Regions from separate parts of the Ovis aries genome. Here region 2 is linked to region 1. A link is a contact called in public Hi-C data. All regions are on one chromosome and are shown on one strand. Each heading gives the region's core, a stretch centred on a gene start, on an enhancer-like site or on the middle of the called end of the contact. The rest is flanking DNA. Distances are from core to core; before and after follow the strand shown.

Evidence for each region. A called contact is a pair of places that touch in the nucleus more often than the background predicts.
Region 2: a contact with region 1 is called in a Hi-C map of hypothalamus, with 3 times the contacts expected there. The contact joins the promoter of UTP20 here to the enhancer-like site in region 1. A contact is called at or near these places in 2 of 16 Hi-C or Micro-C datasets (hypothalamus and tail adipose tissue).

The regions. Positions count from the first base shown.
Region 1 is chr3:170,629,799-170,636,659 of ARS-UI_Ramb_v3.0, forward strand. SLC5A8 (solute carrier family 5 member 8) reads right to left here. Exons shown (of 16, transcript XR_006059373.2): 7 at 1,844-1,973; 8 at 41-129. Among named protein-coding and RNA genes, the nearest start is that of SLC5A8, 43 kb to the right of the region's middle. Within about 2 kb of position 4,118, at least 22 of the 54 cell types and tissues checked have an H3K27ac peak or open chromatin away from gene starts, as enhancers often do. A contact at or near this core is called in hypothalamus, where this site is marked.
Region 2 is chr3:170,745,404-170,752,264 of ARS-UI_Ramb_v3.0, forward strand. It overlaps UTP20 (UTP20 small subunit processome component), which reads left to right and starts at 3,093. Exons shown (of 62, transcript XM_012174896.4): 1 at 3,093-3,309; 2 at 4,141-4,221; 3 at 6,091-6,157; 4 at 6,270-6,402. The coding sequence starts at 3,265. It overlaps LOC121818959 (a long non-coding RNA gene), which reads right to left and starts at 453. Exons shown (of 3, transcript XR_006059027.2): 1 at 292-453.

The DNA.
Region 1 (6,861 bases), core at 2,868-5,367:
CAAGAGGGAAAACTTGTATTATTAGAGTCCTAGTTCATACCTTAATGTTCCACTGTAAGCACAGGCCACAAAAAGTCCAGGAAGTCCTGGATAATCTTGCAGAATGTCCAGTACCAAATAAGGCATGAGCTGAAAAATTCCAAAATTTACTCTTGAATACTACTGGCTATGAAATAAAATCAATTAACATCTCGTTTATCTTGTGGTATTCAAGAACTAAAGGAAGATATTCCACACAACTGAAATGTCCAAATATGAAAAATTAAACTCTTTACCTGCTAACATTTAAATAAACGAATAGAATAGTAGTTAAAGGTACAGGCTCTGGATTCAGATACATGTGGCTTTTGTTAGTTAGTTTCTCTGAGCCTCAGTTTCCTCATCTGTAAAAAAGGAATAATAATCCTAACCTCATAGAGTTACTATAAAACTTAACTTAGATCATCTATGTAAGTTCTTAGTATAGAAGACAGAATATAGTAAAGGCTCAGTAATAGGCAGCTGTTCTCATTTTTTGGAATAATAAATCAATTTAAAGGAAATACTTTTACATACCTCTGTGCTTAAGTAAGAAGCATTCACTTAATTTAACTTCACTTGATGACTCAAGTTTATACCTGTGAACTTCAATCACTATTCGGGAGTAAAAATGTAATTAGAGCTGCTTATACAGTTGACACTTGTACGAAATGAGTTTGAACTGTGTGGGTCTGCTTATATGTGGATTTTTTTTTAATATAGAAAAATATACATGTAGAACACCATATGCATGACTTTGTTGAAGTGGATAACCTATCCTTACACAGGTATGATGTGAGTGATATTTAATATGAAAACAACATGTTAGATTTTTTTTTACTGTTTTATTACTGATTTCAAAGAATTGTGTTACTGCACAGTATGTCTCTCTCTAATAACTGCAGAAACTGCAACAACCAATCATTGCCAAGTAAGTGATTTAAAAAAAAAAAACACAACAATGCTTCTAACACTATATTATGAATATGACTATTATACTGTATGCCATCAAGACTTTATAACAATTCATTCATTAGGGTATAGGCTAGGCTAGCATGAAGTAATCATATCAATTACACTAGGTAACAAATAGCTCAGTTGGTAAAGAATCTGCCTGCAATGCAGGAGACCCTGGTTCGATTCCTGGGTCGGGAAGATCCCCTGGAGATGAGAAAGGCTACCCACTCCAGTATTCTGGCCTGGAGAATTCCATGGACTGTTTGTGATTCCATGGGATCACAAAGAGTCAGAGATGACTGAGCAACTTTCACTTCACAAGTTAAGCAATCATACTGCAGCTTCTTTGTCAATGCATGACCTGCCTTGAAAATGTTCCCAGGTATTTCCATATATTTTTCTATTATTTGTTTACTTATTTATTTTTGGCACCATGTCTTTCTTAGGGCACTTGGGCTTTCTCTAGTTGCCGTGAGAGGGGGCCACTCTCTGACCGCGGTGTGCAGGTTTCTCATTGCAGAGGCTTTCCTTGTTACAGAGCATGGGCTCTAGAGCACGGGCTCCAGTAGTTGTGGCACACAGGCTTAGTTGCTCTGCAGCATATGGGATCATCCCGGGACCAGAGATGGAACCCGTGTCCCCTGCACTGGCAGGCAGATCCTTCACCACTGGACCACCAGGGAAATCTCACCATTCTTCATTCTTGTTATGTCTACTAAAATAAAAATTTTCCAAATGCTTTATAGAAACTAAAAATGAATAATGTGCCTATTTGCTATTACTTTACAAGAACATGAACACTCTCTCCTCCCAGCTAATAAACTTTGGGAACGTCATTACTGCACGTAAGAAAGACATGATACTGGACCTGGTCCGGTGCAGACACTTTCTTGGCTGTCCAAGGATCACAGTCATGGTACCTGGAATAGAGGGCAAGCCCACAAAGCACGGAGCAGACAAGGATCACCCAGAGTCCCACGAGATTGATGTAGAGAGACCTAATAAAGTGTAAACAAACAAGTACATGACACTTTTAATTTCCATCTCAAAGATGAGGAAAATTGTAAAGCAGAAGAGACTTTCATGACTATATTCAATAGACATGCATTCTCTTTTGGGTGTCAAAAATGCTACTTCTTTATTCTGGCATAACTTTCTGTTTATGAGGTCAATCAACACTGTATTTGGAAATATTTGGAGTAGATGGGGTTTTGCCACTGAATGAATGTATCCTCCTGGTCGGAGTTCCATGGGCGTTATTAGCTTTATAATGTTGTTTAACTACACTACTTTGGGCTTCCCTGGTGGCTCAGCAGTAAAGAGTCCAGCTGTCAATGCAGGAGATGCAGGTTCCATCCCTGGGTCGGGGAGATCCCCTGGAGAAGGAAATGGCAACCCACTCCAGTATTCTTGCCTGGGAAATACCACAGACAGAGGAGCCTGGTGGGCTACGGTCCATGGGGTTGCAAACGAGTCAGATACGACTTAGCGACTAAAGAACAACTGTAACAAAATTACACTACTTCAGGACCTTTTGTCATGAAATAGAGACTCTAATAGTCAACAGAGCAGGGACTTATTCATTTTCCCTTTGCATAACATTGTTAGCATCTACATAGCAACTCACCAAAGTTGTTTAAATGTGGCTTGTGATGCCATCCATTAAATAGGAAAGGCAAACCTGCACCCCTAGACAGGTATCTTCCAAAATAATGTTCAGCATTTCAATATACGGCATGTGCTCCAGTAGAATGTAAAGGTTTCTGTAATAGCACTGGAGTCAGTCCTGAGCATAAATCTTAGCTCTACCATATGTGACATTAGGCAAGTAAATTAACCTCTCTGATCCTCAGTTTCTTCAGTTTCTTCACTGACAGCTAGAAATAACAATGCATACCTCACTGAGTTATATGTAAGACTAAATAAAGTGTCTATCATGTAATACAATAGCATGTAATAACCACTCGTTAAATGGAAGTTAGTGATATTACTAGTGTTAATATCATTGAACGCTATGTCTTATCAGGGAAGTCCTATTTTAACAAGCAGTTGATAGCAAATATTTCTCCCACTAAGGTGGCTACGGTTTTTTCCCCCAAGGGTACTATAGTGGACTCCTGGACTGAAGAGAGGTGCCCACCCCACCACCAACTCTTATCTCCTTCCCCAGGGCAGCCTGCACAGAATGATGACTAGATTCAGAGGTTTAAAGGCTGAGTTCCCTCAAGCCAACCTGGAACAGCCTGAAGGGTCATCTCAGCTCGAAAGCTCCCGTTGAGGCCTCTGTTGAGACTGCATTTCAGTCTGCCTTCTCCCTGTGGCCAATCTCCCCTTCCTTCTCTTCGACAGTGGTAATTCCCTAGGAGACTCTGGCATGCTAACCTCCATCTCAAAGTCTGCTTCCAGGAGAACCTAACCTGCAAGAAGTCCCAAACAACAGATTGCTAGTCTTTTCCCTTGATTGACTACAGCCACTGTGTGTTTTGTTACTGCCTAATGAGTAATGGATAACCAACAAGAATCTACCGTATAGCACAGGGAACTCTGCTCAATACTTTGCAAGAAACTAAGTGGTAAAAGAATTTGAAAAATAACAGATACGTGTATATGTATAATTGAGTCATTTTGCTATATTGTCAGGGAATGTTTAACAGGAGGATTCCTACCTGCTCTTTCTCACAAGTCCTTTGTTTCTTTTTAAGTGGAACAGCACGCTGCTCCCAGGAACTGAGGCCATTGTGTGAGACAGGCTTGAATCTCCTTTAGTAAACATTCTCTTTACGACAAGACTGCTTAGTCTCGATCCCCTTCCTTGAGATATGGATTGTCTCCTGACCTTGTGACCATTATTAATCCCTTGTTCCCTTGGTGACAGTTGCTGTACATTTAGTTTTCTGATCTTTATCATTGTCGAAAGAAACTTCTTGTACCACAGCCTTCATATACTCACAGAGAAATCATTAAAGCACCTTTGCTCCATCAGAGCTTGGGTCCCCATGTCTTTCTTTCTTTCTTTGTCTCTCTCTCTCTCTCTCCTCGGCTGATTCTTTGGAGCGCAGAGACCCGTCTTGCTCACTCTCCTGCCCAGGCTTCTAAGACTCTCTAGAGAAGGCGCCCCATGCCTTCACCCCCCTCTAGAGGGCACCCAGTGCCTTTGTGAGAGACACAAGTCCTGTGTCAAGGGCTTTATTGGTTTTCTGCGTAAACCAGGAAGTATCAGCCTCTCTCTCTTTCACTTTCTTATCATCGCCTCCTCCGGACCACCAGGTCCTGGTCCATTAAAGGACCCCAACAAGTGGCATCCCAGAACAGGGACTCTTGGGTCCCTGAAGTACATGGCACTTCAGTCGGAGGGACTCGGGACCTATCGAGGTCAGGACACATTGAGGTTGGTAAGTACTAAGACACGGGTCAAACGGCTGGAAAGCCCCATCATTTCTCTACTTTACTTCACCATTTGTTTAAAGCTCAGGGACTTTTGGTTTCGTGCCAATGAATAGAGGCTTGCTTTCAAACACTGGTTAAATGTAACCCTTGGTTCCCTGATAAAGGCAGTTTTGATTTAGAAAGTTGGCACCAGGTCAAAGAAAATGTTGAATGAGCCGCCAAGCAAGGAAAAAATATTCCAATTGATTTCTGGCCATTTCAAAGTAAGTTCTAGCCCTCCTAATATTCAAACACAGACAGAACACTTATTGCATGTGTATGAATTAGACGATGAAACTTTACAAAAAGCCCAATTAGAACAACATAAAATATTTCAAAATTTTCTTACTAGCCCTGCCCCGGCTGCTCCATATGCTCCTCCTCTGCCAACAGGCACAACTCCAAAAGTCTCTCCTTTGTTGGAACCTAATGAAAGTTATGCTAATTTTTTTTTGCTAGAGTAGAAACTGCTATTTCCAGTACTATAATCAGAGAAGAAACCAAGAAACAGCCAGAGAAACTACTTGCTTATAAGAATGCAAATCAGGAATATCAAAGAGCTATCGCTGCACTTTGTGAGACTGGGACTATTATTGATTATTTGTACAATCTAGGATCAGAAACTCAAAAGATGCAAATGCTAGCTAAAACAATGGCTACTGTTTTTAAAAAGGGAAATGAAGGATGCTTTACATGCAGAGATAAAAACCATTTAAAAGGGGACTGCCCTAAGAAGGCTAATAAAAAACCTCCAAGAATTTGCCCTCACTGCCATAGAGGAATGCATTGGGTCACAGATTGTAAATTTAAATTTGATGTTGATGGAAAACCTATTCCAGGGAACTCAAAACAGGGGACACCCCAGGTCCTCTACAACAAAAACCAGGGGCAAATTCTATCTTTTCCTTCAAACCCTCCACATCCAGCAATGCTACCGTTTATATACCAGCCCTAGATGATTTTTTTCCTTTACCCTAAGCAGTCCCTTCTAGAGTACCCACCGGACTTCTTGGACCCCTGCTCCCATAAACCTTCAATCTTTTATTTGGCCGATCTAGTTTGGCTTCTAAAGGAATTACTGTTCACCCTGGAATAATTGATTAAAATTATTCTGGAGAGATTCAAATTATGATGTCATCTCAGATTCTATGGCAATTCAAAAAGGGGGACAAAATTGCTCAATTACTTCTTTTGCCTTACATTTCTGTTAACTCCTCTAATAATGTATGGACAGGCAGATTCAGCAATCCAGATCAAAAACAATCCTTATGGACATCATTGGTATCTGATTATGCCCGACCAAATATAAATATCAAAATTAATAATAAAAGATTTTCTGGTCTCCTCGACCCTGGATCTAGTATTACTATTATTTCCAAACACTTATGGCCCAAATCCTGGCCTATACAAAAGGTCTCTTGCCAAATCACAGGAATTTCTCAAAGCTAAAGTACAAGAAATTTATCAAAATGTTTAGATCTACCCATGCTGCTGCTGCTCCTGCTAAGTCACTTCAGTCGTGTCCGACTCTGTGCGAACCCATAGTCAGCAGCCCATGAGGCTCCCCCGTCCCAGGGATTCTCCAGGCAAGAACACTGGAGTGGGTTGCCATTTCCTTCTCCAATGCATGAAAATGGAAAGTGAAAAGTGAAAGTGAAGTCGCTCAGTTGTGTCTGACTCTTAGCGACCCCATATCAAGGGCCAAAAGGCCAACCTACAACATTAAGACTTTATGTGATAAATGCACCTCTTAATCTAATAGAAAGAGACTTACTTATGCAATGGCAAACTCAGATATACATTCCACATTTTTCCTAGGGGCCACTGCTCATTTAATAAACAAAGCAATTATTAAAATAACTTGGAAGAATGACGAGCCTATTTGGACAGAGCAATGGCCCCTTATGAAAGATAAATTACAGGCTACTAAAGAACCTATAGACACACAATTAGAATTGAAACATATCAAGGAATCTTACTCTCCTTAGAACTCTCCTATTTTTATTATAAAGAAGAAATCTAACAAATGGTGTCTCTTAACAGACCTTAGAAAAGTTAATGCATCTATGAAACCTATAGATGCATTATAACCAGGGATCCCATCACCTACTACTATTCTTCAAAACTGGCACATTATTATTACTGATTTACAAGACTGCTTTTTAAATATACCTTTACAGTCTTTAGACCAGGAGAAATTCACCTTATCTCTCCCTTATCCTAATCACATTGGGCCTCATAAAAGATTTCAATAGACTATGCTGCCTCAAGGTATGCTTAATAGTCCTAATATTTGTCAAAATTTTATACCCAAGGCTTTACTTCCTATATGACAGCAGTTCCCTCATGCATGCATCATTAATAATATACTGTAACTACAAAAGAGAAAAACGATATTTTTGACACTGAATGGCCATGATATTCTTTAGACTCCAGAGAAAATTGATTAAAATAAAATCT
Region 2 (6,861 bases), core at 1,843-4,342, 110 kb after region 1:
TGTGAATGAGCTTATTAGCATTTTTCTGAAGAGAAAATCTACAACTTTCTTAGACTTCCTTAAAGAATCTGTGATCCAGCAAAGTGAACAACCACCTACAGAAAAAAAAGTCAATTAGCCTACTGGAAGCCAGCCAAACACTGGGTGCTTCTATATTTTATTATTAAAAAGTAAAACTCAATAGCACAGGAAACTCTACTCAATACTCTGTAATTGACTATCAAGGTGAAGGTGCAGGTGAAGTCGCTCAGTTGTGTCCGACTCTTTTCAACCCCATGGACTGTAGCTTACCAGGCTTCTCCATCCATGGGATTCTCCAGGCAAGAATATTGGAGTGGGTTACCATTTCCTTCTCCAGGGGATCTTCCCCACTCAGGGATCGAACCCGGGTCTCCCACATTGGAGGCAGACGCTTTAACCTCTGAGCCACTAGGGGAGTAATTGACTATAGAGGGAAAGAATTTTAAAAAGAGTGAGTATATATAGGACTGATTCACTTTGTTACTCACCTGAAACTAATGCAACATTGTAAATCAAGTATACGCCTATAAAAACTTTTTTTTTAAGTCTCATACATGTTATGGAGACATTAAAAATTATTTTTTACAACCCTGTGACAACATGGGAAAACATGTAATACCAATAACAATATAAAAGTACAATATCGACTTTATTTCTTCACCATACATATTTCGCTCACTTCCTTTCCTTCCTTTCCTCCACACTGGACAGCACTTCTCAAAGTCACCAGTGACCATAACCTTGTCAGATCCAGCAGCTACTTCTCTCTCCTGTTTTCACTACAGTGGGTGACTGGCTCTGCTTCTAGGCCAGGACTAGTCTGTTTCTGTCAATGACTCTCTTTCCTGTCACGCTTCTGGCTGCTGCGAAATGTTGGAGCATTCTATTGCTCAACTTGGGTTCTCTTCTCTTCTTCCTTCTCCTTTACATCACTCTCTCCCTAAATCATCTTATTCAGTTCCATGGTTTTCAACAACTTCACACTTTCAGTTAAGTGTATTTAAGTCACACCTCCAGCCCTGACCTCTACACTGAGCATTCAGTTCAGTTCAGTCGCTCAGTCGTGTCCAACTCTTTGCGACTCCATGAATTGCAGCACACCAGGCCTCCCTGTCCATCACCAACTCCCAGAGTTCACTCAAACTCATGTCCATGGAGTCGGTGATGCCATCCAGCCATCTCATTCTCTGTCATCCCCTTCTCCTCTTGCCCTCAATCCCTCCCAGCATCAAGTCTTTTCCAACGAGTCAATTCTTTGCATGAGGTGGCCAAAGTACTGGAGTTTCAGCTTTAGCATCATTCCTTCCAAAGAACACCCAGGACTGATCTCATTTTGAAAGGACTGGTTGGATCTCCTTGCAGTCCAAGGGACTCTCAAGAGTCTTCTCCAACACCACAGTTCAAAAGCATCAATGCTTCGGCACTTAGCTTTCTTCACAGTCCAACTCTCACATCCATACATGACTAAGCAGGAATATATTCAGTTTGTCTACTGAATATCTCTCCTTGGGTATTTACGATGTAAGCACACCAGAATAAACATTTCCAAACAAAATTATTATTAATAGTAATATTATTCAGTTCAGCTCAGTCGTGTCTGACTCTTTGCTACCCCATGGATTCCAGCACACCAGGCTCCCCTGTCCATTACCAACTCCCCTGTCCACTACCAACTTCCTGAGCTTGCTCAAAGGTATGTCCACCCAGTAGGCATGCTATCCAACCATCTCATCCTCTGCTGTTCCCTTCTCCTCCTGCCTTCAATCTTTCCCAGAATCAGGGTCTTTTCTGAGTCAGTTCTTTGCATCAGGTGGCCAGAGTATCTAAGCTTCAGCTCCAATGAATATTCAGGGTTGATTTCCTTTAGGATTGACTGTTTTGAGCTCCTTGCAATCCAAGGGACTCTCAAGAGTCTTCTCCAACACTGCAGTTCAAATAGAACAGAGCACCGGCCATAGCAGACTCTCCAGAAATATTGAATGAAGTGAAAAAACCTCTCTCTCTCTCTCTCTCTCTCTCTCTCTCTCTCACACACACACACACACACACACACACACACGTTCATATAATTATGTTTAACAACAGGACATAAAACTGGTAAGAAAATAACAAAAAGCTAATTGGTTGTGCATGAAACCATGAGTTACTGTGCGATGTGTGTGTGCTAAGTCGCTTCAGTTCTGTCCAACTCTTTGCGACCCTACAGACTAGTAGCCCTCCAGACTTCTCTGTGGGAGAAGGCAGTGGCACCCCACTCCAATACTCTTGCCTGGAAACTTCCATGGACGGAGGAGCCCGGTGGGCTGCGGTCCAGGGGATCGCGAGGAGTCAGACATGACTCAGCGACTTCACTTTCACTTTTCACTTTCATGCATTGGAGAAGGAAATGGCAACCCACTCCAGTGTTCTTGCCTGGAAAATCCCAGGGACAGGGGGAGCCTGGTGGGCTGCTGTCTCTGGGGTCGCACAGAGTCGGACACGACTGAAGCGACTTAGCAGTAGCAGCAGACTTCTCTGTCCATCGCATTCTTCAGGCAAGAATACTGGAGTAGGTTGCCATACCCTTCTCCAGGCGATCTTGCCAACCCAGGGATTGAACCCGCGTCTCTTACATCTCCTGCGTTGGCAGGCAGGTTAAGAGTATCAGACTTTGAAGCTGAGTGACCTCTGCCAGACTGCCACTTATCGGTTGCTAATCCTTGCTTTCTTCGTAGGCCGAAGAGACTTAAAAATATGTACCTCATTTCGAATCATCACGGGGTCGCGAGGAGTCGGACGCGACTGAGCGACTGAACTGAACTGAACGGTCACAATGCGCTTTACTGTGAAACCATGAAGGTGAAGAACTTTGCTTGGTGTAGGGCACATAGTGAGGGTTAGTGATGGTCAGCTGTTAATGACGACGGCCGTGTTTTCTTTTACGATAAAAACGCACATTTCTCTTATAAACCTTCGCTCAAGACAGCTGATAAACTTCCACACCCACCTATTCACTTAGACGCTCCGCCCTTCCCAGAAGGCTCTGGGGACTGGCGCTCCTGCTCCGTCCGCTACTTCCGTTCACGTGATCCACCTAGGCTCCTCCCCGTTTCCAACATGGCGGCTCCCAGTAACTCCAGCCGCACGTGAGCTAGTCTAATTACGTGGGAGTGCAAGTGTGTGAACCAGTTTTCTTTCTCTACAGCCTGTAGCATCCCTTCGACCCTTCCCGAGATCTTCGCGGGCCGCTGCCCCTCTGCAGCCATGAAGCCAAAGCCGGTTTCCCACAAGACCGAGAACACGTACCGGGTGAGCGAGGGAACTTGCCGGTGGGCCTGATTCTGAGCGGGATTCTAGGAGTACCGTGCTCCGGCCCGAGCGGGAGTCTCTTGTCCGGAGGCTCTGGCAAACGAGTTTTCCTCTCTCCTAGCGTAATAAATAATGGGATGGGGAAGGAAGCCGGAACTCCAGACAACCAATTCAGTATCACAGACTAACCGGTTAGGAATTTTTTTTTTTTTTTTTTTTTTTTTTGCTCTTTTGTCGTTGAAAATCGAATTGGGGAGGCGGGTCGGTAGAGGAGGTAAGTGACTTACAGCTTCTGGCTGATAACAGCCCTTTCTGTTTGTTTCTAGAGGGTTTCTTTGTTACTCCACAACCGTAGGTCTGTGTATATTTAAAAATACAGTTGGTGAAACGACTTCGCCAGATTCTGTGCTTGCAGTAGGGTATGAATGAAACCTAGCAGTAGGTCTAGCGAGGCCACATTGTTGTCTTTTAACACAGTTTAGCATGGGAATTTGATTTTAAACATTTTGCAGATATAGAAATATTTCATTTTCTTCCTATAGTAGTGCAGTGCGTTTGTTTAAAGTTGTCTTTTGTGATTCATCAGTGATGTCTACTTCTAGTTGTAACACTCAGTTATACATTTTATGATTGATTGAAAATACAAGTCTGAAATTGAAAGTAAAGCTTATCATCCTTTCTAATGATAGAACATGAGGTGGCATATGGAAGCTTTAAACTTTATACTTTCACAAGGAAATTGTCAACATGATTATATAGCACTAAAACAGATATTCAAGATGTGAAACGTATAAAATGATAATGTGTTTTAAATATACTCCTCTCCTTCAGTTTCTTACATTTGCTGAGCGACTGGGGAATGTGAATATCGACATTATTCACCGGATTGATAGAACTGCAAGCTATGACGAGGTAAGAGAATGTTAAATTAGCTGATCTTCAAGTACTCATAGTTGGTTTTTCAGTCTGAGATGTGAATTATTTCTCAAGCCATTCTTTTATGAACCTGAAATGCATTAGACCTCTGCTGTCTCAAACAGTAGCCACACTTGACAGATTAGTAGATAGAATTAAATAAAAAATTCTAGTAGCTATATGTGGCCAGTTGCTACCATGTTGGCCAAATGCAGATATGGAACATTTTCATCATTGCAAAAGTTCTGATGGATGATGTTAGAAAATTGACTGGATTCTCAGGTGGCCTCTGACTCCAGTCTCTTCCTTCCCTTGTGCATTCTGAGCCCTGCTGCAGATCTGTATTCCTGAAAGTACAGTTTTAAAGAGATTCTGAGCAAGTTACTTTACTGGGGCTTAGTTTCCTCCTTTATTTAAAAAAAGGGGGGCTTGACCATATAACTTTTTCCATTTCTGACCATGCTATAATTCAGCCATAACTCTATTCAAAAATCCCTGCATCATTTCTCTGCCATAATTTTTATAACATGCATCAACTTGGGATTCAACCTCAGTTTTTACAGCTTTTCACTTGACTCTAGTCAGGCTCTGCTCACTGTCACTTTGAATGTCTTGTCTGTAATATGTGAATTCAGCTAAGTGATGTTATCTAGGTAGGCACATAATCCTTTGGGAGCTCACAGTGAAGGGAGCCTAACCAAGATTCTTTAGGGGTGTAAAGTGAGGTGTCAAAAAAGATTAAGTAGACAAGTGTTACATGAATTGAGTCTTGTTTCTGCGGGTTTTAGCATGGCAAAGAAAGCAGGAAAGGCTGATTCAGGCTGAGGAAGAAACCTTTATAAAGGAATAGAGGCTAAGGAGAGCGTGTCACATTCAAGAACCTGCAGAGCATTTTGGTATGCTTATAATTGGATGTGGGATGTTTGTGTTGATGGTAACTGAATGGGTGAAAGGGGTAGCTGGTGGAAGATAATGCTGAAGGGATAATTAAGGACCATGAAAACCTTCATATCCAGCTAAGTTTGAATTTATCCTGAAACTATGGGAAATCATTCTAGGATTATAAGGCAGGGGAGTGTGTGACATGATCCAAGTGTAAGTTTTAGATCTCTTTGGCTTTAATGTGGAGGAAAGAGCACAACTGGAGTCAGGGCAACCATTTTTGATGATTTGGTAGTCATCTAAGTAAGAACTTTAGTTTCATATAAATACGTGCAAACACTTAAAGAGGTTTTCTTTTTTTCCTCTTAAGAAAAATTGGTTCCTACCATATTCCTCACTATAAAACCTGCTTTTCTCACTTTGAAAGAATACTGTCAACATCCTTCTAATTCAGTAATAGATATAATTTTTGACACATGGTATATCTTATTATGTGTAGACCATGAGGTATGCCCCCCCCGACAATAAAGCTGAATGAACATCTTTATACTTATAAAATCACAAATTTTATAAGAAAATCTCCAAAAATGGAATCACTGGGTTAAAGGACATACCTGTTTTTAATTTTAATAGAAATGCCAGATTACTTCTCTGTAATAGTGTAGCAGTTCATTTTTCCAAAAGCAGAATGAAAGAACTGTAAGAGTCAACATTTTTCCTGGCTTAAAATTGTGAAAAAAAATAAATTTTTAAAAAAATGTGACTATTGCATATGTTTAAATTTGCTACCAGTATTGTATCCCTGATTGCTTTTTAAGGTGTGTTAGTTAATGCCCTTTTCTAAAAAAAAAAAAAACTAAGGATTTTTTTCAACTCTTGTCTATCATCATTGTCTTAAAATATTAATGTATCTTTATTCTTATTTACCTTGATTATAGTTTTTCTTTGAGTTGTCTGATTGATGGACTGCTTTAATCTTGGCAGGAAGTTGAAACCTACTTTTTTGAGGGTCTGCTGAAGTGGAGAGAATTGAACCTGACGGAACACTTTGGTATTTTCTGTTTTGTTTCTATTTTATTCACCTGTCATTTGCACTGAATATGGTCAAAACAGCTAAAGAGTGGTGTGATGGAAAAGTAGAACTTTTTTTTTCCTCTACCCAGGGAAATTTTACAAAGAGGTTATTGACAAATGCCAGTCATTCAATCAGCTGGTGTACCATCAAAATGAGATAGTTCAGAGTTTGAAGACTCACCTGCAAATCAAGAACAGTTACGCCTATCAGCCCCTTTTGGAGTAAGTAGCATGTTGAGAGAAAGGTGACAACATTTATCTGAATTTTAAGAAAGGTTGCTTTATAGCTACATGTGCTTTAGATCTAGTGTTTGTAATGTAGAAGCAAGAATTTACCTTTGTGGTTGTTGTTAGATTAAAATATTGGTACATTACTGTAAAGCAGAATCTTGAGGATATATACTCTTTTGCTTTCTCTACTTTTATAAGAACCTGATTTTTGACAGCTTTGAAACGATTAACCGTAACTTGTGATAGTGTATCTTCTTGCTCTAGCCTGATTTCTTTGCTCAACTCTTAAAACATGAAAAATTTTATACTTCTTTTGAAACTTAGTTTAGAAGGTTCAATTAACCTTTTCATCATAGGCGATTGGTTATCATTTGTGAACTAGATTCGTAGTGTTCGGTTTTTAATCTTCATGTCTCAGAATCAGTTACCTTCTTTATTTTTTTCATCCAG